Regions from separate parts of the Anas platyrhynchos genome. Here region 2 is linked to region 1. The links are chromatin contacts, called in public Hi-C maps. All regions are on one chromosome and are shown on one strand. The core of a region is the stretch at or near the end of the contact, and the rest is flanking DNA. Distances in the headings are between cores, read along the strand shown. Region 1 holds the start of MAP3K5 (mitogen-activated protein kinase kinase kinase 5). Region 2 holds the start of AHI1 (Abelson helper integration site 1).

Region 1 (6,846 bases), core at 494-2,993:
ACACTTGAGTAACAAGGTATGCATATTTCTGATAATAAATGGGATATTATGCTGATTAAAAAATATAAATAAACTTTGAATGATTATCATCATTGTTTATTCAAAGATTGATACAGAAGAACTCCTGAAAACCCGATTGCTCACTTCGAAGAGTTAACAGATTAAGAGATATGCTTTTCCTGTATAAACAGACGGACAATTTCTGTGGGTTATTCCAGATTAATCTGCATTTTTGTTACTTTATTTATTTTCAGTTTAGGGCCCTCCCTCACTCCCAGTCAAATCAATAGAACAACTGTCTTGAATTTGGAGTGGACACAGTGCTAATAATGAAGCAGGCCTCGCAAGGCAGCAAGGCTAAGTAGAATAGCATGCTTCTTCCGTCTTCTTTCAGCCCGGGACTTCCTTCTGCACTTGACAAACATGGGTTGTTCTAGAGAACAACAGAGACATATTGTTCTTGCTTCCTGTAAGGTGATGTAACTGCAGCGCTGAATGGATTAACACTGATTCTGTGTTTTGTGGAAAACTGCTTTATTTAGGAAAACACTGATTGCCATTCTGACTGTAGCAAGAAACAATAACCTACTGTATATTGCAGATTAGCAAATATTAACTTTCCCCTGTAAATTAGTCTTTCGTTTGCTCGTCATCTTCCCACCCCATTTACCCATTCCTTATCAGCAGAAGCAAATGCCAGGCATATCTCATTGAAAATGGGGACTGATCAACGCAAATACAAGCAGGGCTACTGAAGGTACCACAGTGACTAATTTTTCTTGATTATTCCAGAATTTATCCTCTTCCTACAGCAGTCATGGAAAACAGTGGTATAGGAACAGGCTTAGTGCCAGCAAGTTGATCTGCCTCCGCAAAATCAATTGTAATAGGATGGACCTATTGATATGCCATATTAACATAATTCGGAATACATAGAGGGCTGTTTTGCTGCATGGTGCAGCAAGGGTGGTGTTGGTTGGTTGCAGTGAGGAGGGTGTCAGTGTCTCGTCTCAAGCAACAAGTGATATGACACGAGAAAACAGCCTCAGGTTGCACCAGGGGGGGGTTAGATTAGGGATCAGGAATTATTTCTTCATGGAAGGGGTGGTTCGGTGTTGGAATGGGCTGCCCAGGGAGGTGGGGGAGTCGCCATCCCTGGAGGTATTTAAAAGCTGTGGGACTAGGGGCTGTGGTTTGGGGGTGGCACTCAGTAGGCCATGCTGATGGACGTGATCATCTTGAATACCATGTCCAACCTGGGTGATCCAAAAGCTTTTACATTTCTCCTGTACCTACTTAATAGAATCCCTGATCCAATAAACAAATGAGCAAAGCAAGCGATTTCATTCTTCTGTTTTGGTCCAGGAGCAGCGCAGAGCTCTCACTACACCTCACTCCACACGCCCCCCTCACAGGCCCTCTCTCCCTCGACGGCCACCCCACCACCAACCCCAGCCGTGAAGCGCCGAGCCCCAGCCCCGAGGGGCCGCCCCCGGGCAGCAGCGGGCGGCTCTGGGCCGGCCCCGGAGGGCGGAGCGCGGCGCTGGGGCCGCCCCCGCTGGCCGCCCGTCGCCGTGCGGCTGCCGCCGGGGAGAGCCCTGCCGCGAGTGGGTCCGGGGGCAGAAGCAGCGAGCCGGGGAGCTCTGCGGGGCGGCGAGGAGGAAGGCGGAGGGGAGGGCGGCTGCTGCTGCTGCTGCTGTTGCTGCTGCTGTTGCTGTTGTTGCTGCCTGCCGGGGGCCGGCTCGCCGCGTGGCCCCGCGGGTGCCCGGGGGAAGCGATGGTGCCGGAGGCGGGCGCCGGCGCTCGCCCCCTGGGCTCCGGCAGCCCCCGCTAGCCCCGCGGGGGAGCCCCGAGCCCCGGGCAGCGGCGGTGGCGGCTCCGCAGGGATGAGCGACGGCGGCGAGGGGACCGTCAGCTTCTCGCTGCCCGGGCCCCCCCCCGGCGGCGGCGGCGGCGGCGAGGAGGGGCTCGGCCGGCGGGGGCAGGGGACCGACGGCGGCGCCCGCAGCCTCCAGCCCGAGCCCTGGGGCGACGACGGGGCCGGCGGCGGCGGCGGTGGCATCGCGGCGAGAGCCAAGGGCGGCGGGCGTCGGACGGCGGTCACCTACGTGATCAACGAGGCCAGCCAGGGGCCGCTGCTGGCGGCCGAGAGCGGCGCCCTGCAGAGCCTGCGGGAGGCGTGCGAGGCGGTGGGCGCCACGCTGGAGACGCTGCACTTCGGCAAGCTGGACTTCGGCGAGACCGCCGTGCTCGACCGCTTCTACAACGCCGGTGAGAGGGGGCCGCGGGGATACAGGGATGGAGGGACACAGGGATGGCCCGTGCTTACAAACAGCAGCCAGAAAGTTTCTCCTGAATACCTTTCTTCTTAATTGTTATTAACAGATGCGTGTTGTACACTTAGAATTAAGACCCACGCTCACCAGGCCGGTGAAGACTTCATAAAGCTAAAGTTGCAGCGCTACGTTAGGGTCTCTGTGCCACCTAAAAACTTACCGACAGGGATTTGATTTGACCTGCAACTCTAAACTTATTTTATGGATTGCCTTTACGTGCATGCAACACTTTGGCAAGTGAGCGTTTAAAAAGTTTTGGCTGTAGCTGTCTCCTCTCCTGTGGAAGAGGAAAAAAAATAATAAAATAAATATCTGGACTGTCTGCCCTGTCCACACAAGACTCAGCAGCATGGACATGCATGCGCATGTCATCTATCTGAAACAGCAAATGCTTTGCTTCGAGGGCTGCTGCTTCCAGGTCCCTGAGCTGGATGGCTCCGCAGCCATGGGCATGTCAGACCCTGCAGTTCTTAGAGATCTGGCCTTAGAGGTGGTGTTCCCAAAATTTCAGAGGAGCTGTGCTCACAGACAGAAATAGGAAGGGCACAGAGCTTCATTATAGAGCCCATACTCTCCACGTGACTGGTAAGAGAGACTTAAAAATTTTAGGAGCTTCAGTACCTCTTAACTGTAGGACAGGTACAACCTGAGAGTCTCATTCGAAGGTGTATCCTAGTGAGGCTCACAGAGCTGAATTATCTGTGATGTTCGTGTGCCTCTTGTTCATTAATTTTCGGACTGGTCTGTGCAATAGGCGGGGTCTCCATAGTTCACAAAGGCTTTTCTTGTAATGGGAGATTTGACTTGAAGTGGGCCCCTTCTAATTCTGGCAGTAGGCGTCTGGCGTCTAGCACTACATAACTGCACGCTTATGTAATATAACATTTCTTATTTCGATGGGTTTTGAGCAAACTGTGCTGCAAAGAGCAGGACATAGAAGTTTGTCTGCTCACGATCTGTTCTGTGCTGTGAGAGCTGCTGCCTAAAAGCTATGTTGTGGTGTTGGCTGTGAGGCTGGAACTTAAGTCTGGAAGGGTCTGTGGGTTTTCACGTTTCTGCATCCAATATATATTTTTAAGAACTAGTTGTTCTACTGGCTGAAAATTTCTGAAAAAAAAAAAAAAATTATGGCTCCCAGGTTAGGAACAGAAAAGCATTGAAGAGTAGAAGCTGTGTAAGCTGAAAAATGCAAACGGGGAGCAGTGTAGGGAACAAAATTGACATGGTCACGAAGGGTGTATTTATTCCACAGTTTGTTTTCTGTTTCAGTTGTCTTCCTTCCACTGGGGTGGAAAGGAAGCATTTGTAGATGGCAAATATAAACTCCTTCCCAGTATCCCCTCTCGTTCTCTATCTTGCTATGTGCTTTCAGTGATTAAAGATGCTAGTGATAAGGTAAAGAATTATCTGCACACTCCACTATTTAAAAAACTGTAGTACATTACAGTAGTACAGCATGGCTGAACATAAGTAATATTTTAACAGTAAAATGACTTCCAATTTACGTAATGGTTAATTGGTTTCATTCAAGGTACTGAGTCTTACCTAGACTCAGTGTTAGGGGCAATTAAGTCATGAGAGTAAGGAATGATGTGATGGAGCGTATTACTGTGTTTGAATGAGATAAAAGCAACAAATCTCTCAACTCTTGAAGTGTGTACAAATGAACTGGGATTTGGGGGAGGGGGAGAGAGGCAGTAGATGCAGTACAACTTTATCTGCCCATTATCAAGCCTTCCCTTCCCTAATGTCTTCTTTGTGCTTTGCATAATGTAGTCTGAACTCCTGGTGATCTCTGATGGCTCACTTCATACCTTTCACTGCTCCAAAGAGAACTTTGGGAAGTATTAAATAAAAGAAAATCTAATCTCAGATGTAAATACTCATCATCCTGTCTAAATTTGGATTAGCCTGCTAATAATCTTCTTCAGCTGGCTTCTGTCAAGTGATGGTGCTTAAATGCTGAGACATAATTAGAAATACATATGAACAGTGAGTAGGTCCTAGCTAAGTATAATGGAACCATTCAAGCACCAAATATTAAGAAATAGCCTATTCTAGCACTTTGTCGTGCATGATTTAAAGTCTGTTTGATTTAAAAAAAAAAAAAAAAAAAAGCCTCATGAGAAGCAAGTGTGGAATCAGCCTTAGTAACTGTTGGAACATTTCATACTTTTCCCACCACTTAGAAGGAGTAAGGTGAAAAAGGGAAAAATCAGTCCGATTTCTTGCAGAACCCAATGTATATGGGGTTGGCCAGCTGTCTCAGGAGCTGTTTTTTTCCATGAAGACAATATTTTTTTCTCAGCTGTGTTGAGTTCTTGCAGTTCAATTACAGGTCTCTGAAATCCAGCATAATTTCTAAACAGTTCAAGAATGTTTAAAGAGTCAGAGAGATGCCAAAATACCAAAATACAGTAGAGAAGCCTATCTGCAGTGCTGTGTTCTGAAAGTTGAAATACATTACTATTAAAGGATACTTTTTCCACATTATAATGACTTGATATTCATATCCTGTTTTTATTTTTTTTAAACGGAGCCATAAATGAGTATAGATTACTTAGTTTCTTTGGTTAAGCAATTCATTTTTTTTCATTTGTTTTGTAGGCAACTGTAATTAAGCTGATTTGCTTATTGTACAGATCCTTAACTGGTCATTTAGTGTTACACAAATGCATCCAGGGCTAGCTGAACAGTGTCCTTTTTTTAAAAAAAAAAAAAAGGAACAAATATAAAAGGAAAAACTGACATGAATCAGTAATCTGGGTCAGCCCTTCAGGAGAGGAAGGTGCTCTAAATTGAGGTGAATTCTTCACAGAGACTTTTAGGTTGAGGCAGATTTTTTGCCAAGTTGACAGAAATGTTTCATGTGACTCGTAATCTGACGCTTTTAGAAATTGCATCAATTTTAAAGTGCAGGGTAAGTTAGGGGTGAGTGTTCGGCTGACTAGCAAAACAAGTAGCGTACAAGTGTCCAAGCTGGGATAATTAATGCACGCAGGTTTCTGGGATGACCTGTACTGTACAGCACTCTGACCTCTACAAGAAGGGAGACCACAGCTTTAATCTTGTACTTTGGGGGGAAATTGGATGCACCTTGAGGAATGAGAGAGAAACTTCATTGGAAATTTGTCTTACTCTGAAGTACCTTGCACTGTCTTTTGAAGCAACTTGCATTGACTGCTTCTAGTGCATGGGCACAGGGATCATTTGTTTACTGTTTTCAGGTGTGTTCCTCCTCCTTGACTGCCTTGCAAGATTACTTTTTTTTTGAAGATTGGTAATTTGTCAGAAGTACAATATCAAGCATTCTGACTTCTGTGTACAATCTCAGAGGGGCTAATGGAAGATAAGAGATCGTGTACTTGGTGACTGAGGAGGATCTGGGTTTTCTAGGCTGTAGTTGCTTGTTTCTAAGATGGTTCTCAAGCTAAGCAACTTGACTGATGTACTTGTCATGCAGTTATCTCCTGGTAGCCTTTATATTGTGTTATACTAGAGCATCCCCTGTTCTTCAACATCTTATGCTCAGGTTTCATGGGTCGGTGGCCCTTGTGATGTTACTTTGTACTGCCACTTCTGTGTAGGGCTACTGAGATAATTCTCTGTAACAGTGATGACTGACTAAAACAGCATTCATCAAATAACAGATAATAAAATGGATTCAGGTTGTTCTCATTGTTTCTGGAATTTGGTATCACTCATTTCTCACAAGCGTCAGCGCAGTGGGCTTAAAAACCTACAGTGTGGTATGCTTGGGGAGCATCTTGGCTCACAAAATGACAATCGTCGGAGAGCCAGTACAGTCACTGGTGTAACAGGGAGCTTTGTTCAGATGAGGTTCTACATCTGAACCTTTTCTGCAGACTTTACAGAGCTTGTGTAGATGGTGTGCCTGTAAATGTTTATAAATGCACAGAAGTGAAATAAAGCAGAACCAGGGCTCGGTTGCCTTCCTGCAGTTTCTTCCCATTTTTCTCTAAGTACCCTAGATTCCGTGATGCTAAATTGTTCTTAAAGCGATTTATGGCTTTGTGACACACCGACACAGACTCTCAGCTTAAACTCAAGAGTTATTATTTTCTGAACTAGTGTTCTTGTTTCAAGCAGTTGACTTAAATGTATTCCCCAGTTAAAAAACAAAAAGCACATGCTTCCTACTAAGTTAGCTTTATGCAGGACCAAGAAAAATGGTCCCACAGAGAGACAAACTGCAAGTTTTCTTCTAATCCGTGTTGTCTCTCAGAACATGTAGTTTGCTCAGTAACTTATTTGCCGTACTTCCTGATTATTATTTTTTCACTTCACTGGGTTTCGTCAGCCACTTGAAATGCTGTACGTTCTTTCTGTGATTATGCAGCACTTGCATCCATCACTTAACTTACTGCTTGGGCACTCCCTTCTTCTACCTCTCTGCTGCTGAATCACCGCTGCCCTTTCTGTAGCATCATGACTGGAAAGTCCCTGTTGGGAATGGTGGTTCATTACATAGCTGAAGAAATTATCCTGA
Region 2 (6,800 bases), core at 2,778-5,277, 630 kb after region 1:
AGAAACATGGAAAAAAAAACCTTCTTTAGATCAGCATGTCAATTGGCTTTACAATAGATTTGTATCTGGAATATTCTTAATGTCAGAATAGAGATGTCTAACCATCCCAGGTTGAAGGTACCAAATTCAACATATATTATATACATATAACATATATTCTTGGCTTTATCACAGAATACACTACATCTGTTCTTTATCATTGTTACTAAGAGCTGTGGTGTTTCTTTCTGCCTATTCCCAAAAAACATCTGACTAAACAAGTCAACTGAAGAGGTGTGATGGCATTTTCCTCCAACATGGAAAACTGTCTTAACAGCTTTTTGTTTAGCTGACTGCAGACTGCAGGACCACTCAGACTGCAGAAATACTTGTGGTCTTTCAGAGATGTAATGGCCACAGAAATCTATAAGATGCTTTTATAAAATAATTATTACTGGAGAATGTCCAAGTTTGTATTACTAATAGGAAAACTTGTTGATGTCTGGTGAGAGCTTATTTAGAAGATCCTGTAGTCCATTTTTACTGCTGACAAGCCAAATCTTTGACAAAATCAAATCTGGCTTCAATGTCAAAGATTAAAAATGACTGTTCTTGATTTAAGCATAACCAAGCCTCCTAACTTTCATATGTCACTCACTCTGCCAGGCCCAGCTTTCATCCAAGCCCTGGGGCTTTGCATGATCTTGCTGTTCAACACATTTGAAAAGAAAGATCTTCAGTCTTGCTGTAAGAAGATCTATCTGGCAAAAGCCCCAGCAGCTACCATTCTACAAATGACACCCCTGCATATCCTGGAAAGGACTTTACATGGTAGGCACCAATTCTCACCTTAGTCCTCTGAGCCACTCATTTAACCTCAACCCTAATCTTTACAGGAAGCATAAATTCAAGACTGACAGCACCCTTCAGTGTTCACCATAAAAGATTAATCACTTTTCATTTCAACCTGTCTCAATTATCACAGGCCTGTTTGTTTGCCAAACCCAGCGATGTATACTATAGTTTGTTCCATTCCACCTATTAGGAGAACTTTAATCATAATCTACAAGCATTAATACGGTAAAGAGAACTCCATAACCCATTTAATTAGCTATGAGTCTTCCCCAGAGAGCCCTACATGCAGAGAGTGAAACTTCCATGACAGTACTAAAGACAGACTCAAAGGCAGTTAATAGCGATTCTGCCCATCCTAAAGTAGACATATAGCGGGTAATGAATGCAGTTGCTCTCCATGCTGTACTGACTAGGGTTGTTAGCACAAGCCTCCTTTGCCATTTGAAATGGCCCTAAGGTGCTTAAGACATATAGACAGATGTGGCTTATCTGTGTTCTTCCGGAGGTCTTACAGATCTTTGTGAATCTGGAAGTCAATCAGGGTATCAAGGGTTATTTTAAATAGCATCAGACACCTACACTGTTCCCAAGGAGAGATTCTGAGATAATAGCAACTGAGATATCTAAAACTTTATAGGGATGACTGAATAATTATTTGATATGTTTCAAAACTGGTCAGGAGGAACAATAATGTTCCAAAAATTAAGGGAATCATATTGCAGTATTCCAGAACCTGAAGTCTAATGGGCAGAAGCAGAGGTACTTTAAGGAATTTGGAGGATGTAGACCCCATAAGCTAATTCTCTAATCACACATTGTGATTAATAGCTACAAGGATGCCAATAAACTAAATGGGGTCAGGGCATGAGTCTGACATCTGGTATATTAACAGCCCAGATAGCATGGTTTTTGACGCAGTTTTGAACTGTGCCAAGAAGCACTCACGTAACAACACTGTGGTTAGCCAGGAGTTAGCTAAAGTCATAGATTATTCCAAGCAGGCATTGGTGGGTAACAGAGTTTTTCTTTATGGAAGCCGTGCCATGCCAGTTGGCCTGGTTCTGTTGGTCTGAGCCAAAGAATGGATTTCAGGCTGTTTTACTTAGTACTGCCTAGAAAAATAGCCAATAAAGCAGCAGTTACTGTCAAATGTGAAGGGACAGAATGTTCTGTTGTCCTTGGTAATACATCCTAGTTTACCTTTCAGTCCTACAGATTCTCAATGACCTAAGTTTGTGTAGCCTTTTACCAGAGGACTATCCCTACCACAGGCATGTTCTTCTACAATTGAAGGTCCCTGGGGAAGCCATTCAGATAAGAACACAAGTAAACATTCTCCCCAGCCATCAAGAATCCCGTGATGTAACATGTGAATAGGGTAGCAGACTTAACTTGGGGAATTTAACTTAATTTCTTGGCAATTAGCATAAATATTTAATGACTGATTCATGTCTTGGGAAACAAAACAAAACTAAACTAAATAATAGACAAATTTAGAATATCTGTCCTCCACCTTTCCCAGGCTCATCTTCACTCTCAGGCTCATTTCACCTCAAACACCTCTCTGTGGTGGTTTTACTCAGGTGGGCAGCTGAGCTCCACCACAACCACTCTCTCTGAGGTCAATACATAAAGGTTTCTCTCTGCTGTTCCTTCCTTTTCACTTTTTTAGTATGCTCCAGTGTGGGTCCTCTGCAGACTGTAGTCCTTTTTGGGGTGTACGGGATCCAATGTTGGCTCACCCACAGCTGCAGTCTCTTCGGGCAATTATGTTTTTTTTTGAAAAAAAAAAATATATTTTTTGAAAAAGAATTTCAGTGAACCAATTTCTCACAACTCTAAAAATAGAAAGCATTAGCTTCCATATTTGGACTTCTAATTTAGTGGGGTTTGTATCATTTTAACTTTAACCATGGGGAAAACTGAAATATATTGTCAGCAACAAGCCTCGTATTGCAAAGATTCCTGCACATTAGTAATTAGGAATATGAAAAATGCACTTGTTTACAGGCAATAGTTTTTCCACTAGTATTTCATTCCCTAACAATCAGTTAAGTGCACATAAGCATTTGAGGATGGGCAGAGCAGATAATTAGTGGGAGAAGAAAACAGCATCTGACATAATACTTGAGAAACAAGCAAATGATTTCAGTATGTATATTCTGACAGAAGGTCTAACTCTTTGACAGAATTCTAGGCATAGCACTCTTGGGAACTGTACGTCATTGTGATGGTAAGGTTGGACTGGTGCTTACGGACATGGTTTAGTGGGTGACATTGGTAGCATGGTGATGGTTGGACTAGATGATCTTGAAGGTCTTTTCTGACCTTAATGATTCGATGACTCTATGGTATCTATCCCAAGCATTAACCCACCTCTAGGTTGTACCAATGGCACATGTGCAGCTGAAAGCTAATTGTACTTGACTTCACTTCTGAACAGGTATGGCCATGTTCGCCCCAAACCTACATGCTTTTCTGGGTCTAAAAAGTGACCCTCCCACTGTTTGAAATAACTTGGACATAAACAATTTATTTGCTTTTTTATTATTAACAAATTGCAAATGAACAAACAGTTCTTCCTTGACAATAACAATGAATCACTTCTTACTGCTGGAGAGTGAACCATTGCGCAAGTCACCCACTAAATCAAGACAGGAAATTAAAGGTTCTGCAGTGTCTGCACAGCTTCAGAACATCTTTTCCTACTGCTATTTTCAAAGCTGATGTCTGTGCCGTACAGCTCACAAAAAGCAGCTCATAGAGTTCAACTAAGTGCCTCACTGAGGCGTTTCATTCCTCTGTGAGCAGCTTTCATCGCTGGGCAGAGCTCAACAGAGCTCCCTTTGACGTTTTTGAAGCGGATGATGTAAATGGAGTTGTGATACTGAAGCTTTTCACAAGTTTTGCTTTCAAACTTTTAATTTAAAGAACGGCAAATTCCAAAAAACGGCCGCTCCTCAGCGCTCCGCCTCGGCCCCGCCTGCCCCAGCCTACAGCGGGCAGCAACGAACGATGTGGTCACGGGGGGGAGGCACTGCGCATGCGCGTGGGCCCGCCTCGTGCCCCACCCCCCCGCCCGCCGCCACGGCTTAACGCGCATGCGCGCCTGCGTGGCGGGAAACCACCCGCGGCTGCCCTATTAAAACGGGGCCGCGCAGGGCGCGCGTGCGCGCGGCGCAGGCGCAGCGGGCGGGGCGCTGTGCGCACGCGCGCCGTTTCCCTGGCAGCTGGGGTTGTTTTCGGCTGAACCACCTGCGGGGGGGGGGGAGCGAGGGCGAGACCATTGGAGGAGTGGGGCGGGGGCGGCCGCAGCAGCAGCACCGGTACTGGCGGCAGCGGCACGTGAGTCGGGGCCGGGGGGCGGGGGCGGGGGGAGCGGGGAGCGCTGCGCCCCGCGGCCGTTGGGCCCGGGCCCCGCTGGGGCGGGGGCTCTGCCTCAGGCGCCGCGCGTCCCCGGGGCGCTTTCGTGGTCACTGTGATAAAGTTAGATTCAGAGACAGCGCGAACGCCCGTTTCTTAAAGAAAATGAATAAAAATAAATGTTGTAAGGCACGTTAAAAAATCCCTAATTCGTAAATCTGAGGCGTTCGGCTACCCGGCGGCTGGTTTTATCGAAAGGAATGAAAATAAACAAAGCCTGGTGCTCTGCGCGTTTCCAGCCTCCCTAGGTGGCACTCGCTTGTTGCAGTAGTAAAAAAAAAAAAAAAGTGTTTTCGTTTCATGGAAATCCCCCAACGTGCGGTTATGTTCTGTCAGCTCGGCTTCCAAAGCGGTCCGAGTGCGGCAGGGAACTTGTCAGTTCCCTGTATGGGAAATATAAACCGTGAAAATGGTCTGTATTCTGCTTCATTATAACATACATTGCTTCTGAGATTGTCTAATTGTTATGGTGATTAATAAAAGTCCTTTCCTGAAAGGTGCAGCTCACGACGTGCTTTGCATTGAGAACACCTATTTTACACGTGCGGAATACAGAGACTTCATCTGTCGTAAAACACTGTGAAAATAACAGAAGTTTGATGTAGATTTGTTTAGAAATACGGGGGAGATATTAGAGAAGAAAAAGTTAAATCAGTTTCAGGGAGGTGTCTGGTAATTCCTGGAAGTTTTCATGACTGAGTTTTCCTAGCTATTCCTGTCATCTGGAATATACCTCTGTTCCCAAATACTTATTTTTGTCGTTCCTAGATTGCTTTATGTTAACTAACATGGAAAAGATCAAATATGGTCAGGCAAAAGTGCATCTTGCCAGTTTAATCTCGATGATAACAGGGTTTATACAGATCGGGGCTCTGTGGTTGCTGAACTCCAGTGTAAGATTAAATCTCTCCTATTTTAAGGTGAGATTAGACTGAGTAAACGCTCTTGTTCTTACCCTGTTGATTAAGGATCTATATTTACACAAGGCTAATAGTTGCTTTAATGCACCACGTCAAATGTCATGTAATTCTAAATTGCAAGTGTATATGAAATAAAAGGATGATCACTATAGGACTGCACCTCATTTTTATTGTTGCAAGAGGATAGATTATTTACTGAATACATGGAGGTAAATAGAAGATGATGCAGTCACTGGTGAATTTGGTGAATCTATGCATTTTACAGTGAACACTGATACATATAAGATGAGCCAAGCCTTTGGAAATGTGTTTGTTCCATTACAAGCACAAGGATCTTCAAAATTAATTTAGCTGCAGGTTTGTTTATTTGTTTGTTTTTGTGGTATGGTTCATTTATCCTTTGGTTATAAAATTATTTCAGTAGTTGAAACATGTATGCACTTCAGTAGTTGTGCTGTTTTGTTATGTATAACCCATTTTGTTTTTAAACTTCAGAGCACTTAATCATTTCATTTGTTGTTTATAATTAGTTTTTTGGAGAGGTGGTTGAAGTCACTGTACTAATCATAACAGAATCTTGTGTGTTCGTGTCATTCACCATGAATGATTAAAGTGATTGAATGTGCTGTATTTTATCTTTTGTTTTCAATTCCTTCAAATTACAAATATTTTCTAGCTGATTGTGAATCGACTACTTGAAAAGCAGCACTTAATGACTATTACTTTTAAAATGGTCCTTTTGCATAATAGGCTAAATTTCAAGGGTAGATTTACTTTCAGTAATATTTTCTGTTTTTCATTTCCTGTAAGAATTAGGCATTTGTGTTATTTTTAACAGTTATTGTTCAGTTGTGACAGTAAAGCTTTGCTTTACCAGTCAAAACATTTTTTAGTAAGGGAAAATATTCCTACCCTGTGGGTGAAAGCATGAAATTACACAACAAAACATTTCCTGTGAAGTCACTTCTGGTCATCCTTGTAAATTTCAAACATCCCGAGGCGCTGTTGGATACTTAGTATAAATGCTTTGCTTAGTACACAAAATAAACTAATGACACCTGGAAACTGACTAAGCAGCACTTCTTTAATCCCAAACCAACCCTTGTGCTTTGCTTTTTTTTTGTTTGTTTGTTTTTAATTTGGTTTGGTTTTGCAAGCAGGCAGGCCAAACTACTATAAGAAATATGAAATCACATGAAAGTTTGTAGCCTGTGGAGGGACAAGAAAGAAGCAAATAACACTGTGAAAGAGAAATGAGAGGGATCTGAGGGTACTGTAGTGCAGATGCAGGGGCACATAAGCATGTACTTGTAAAATACGTTTGCCCAGGAGTGATTTATAGTATTGAGGCAAGTGGTATGCATGGCCTGCTTTCATACTGTTAAACTTTCTTAGCTCCAAATCAGTGTCCACTTGCCAACTGCCTGTTAATAACAATCTATCATCCATACTAACTCCTAAAGTGTATTGCAGGAGTTGTTGGAGGAGTGCTAGATGGTTTGCACCAAAGCTGTGCTAAGGCTGATTTAACAATATTTACTGGTATGTCTTAATTTACTAGGACTGGTGTAGTCTGGGTATCCAGTGAATGTGCGAGTGGCGTCTAACAGAAGGTGTTCTGCA

Evidence for each region. Hi-C and Micro-C count contacts between places; a contact is called where the count stands out from the background.
Region 2: a contact with region 1 is called in a Hi-C map of skeletal muscle, with 10 times the contacts expected there. The contact joins the promoter of AHI1 here to the promoter of MAP3K5 in region 1. A contact is called at or near these places in 3 of 8 Hi-C or Micro-C datasets (liver, skeletal muscle and subcutaneous adipose tissue).

The regions. Positions count from the first base shown.
Region 1 is chr3:60,543,258-60,550,103 of IASCAAS_PekinDuck_T2T, forward strand. MAP3K5 (mitogen-activated protein kinase kinase kinase 5) reads left to right here and starts at 1,744. Exons shown (of 30, transcript XM_027454464.3): 1 at 1,744-2,271. The coding sequence starts at 1,887.
Region 2 is chr3:61,166,287-61,173,086 of IASCAAS_PekinDuck_T2T, forward strand. It overlaps AHI1 (Abelson helper integration site 1), which reads left to right and starts at 4,028. Exons shown (of 26, transcript XM_038177002.2): 1 at 4,028-4,179; 2 at 6,739-6,800.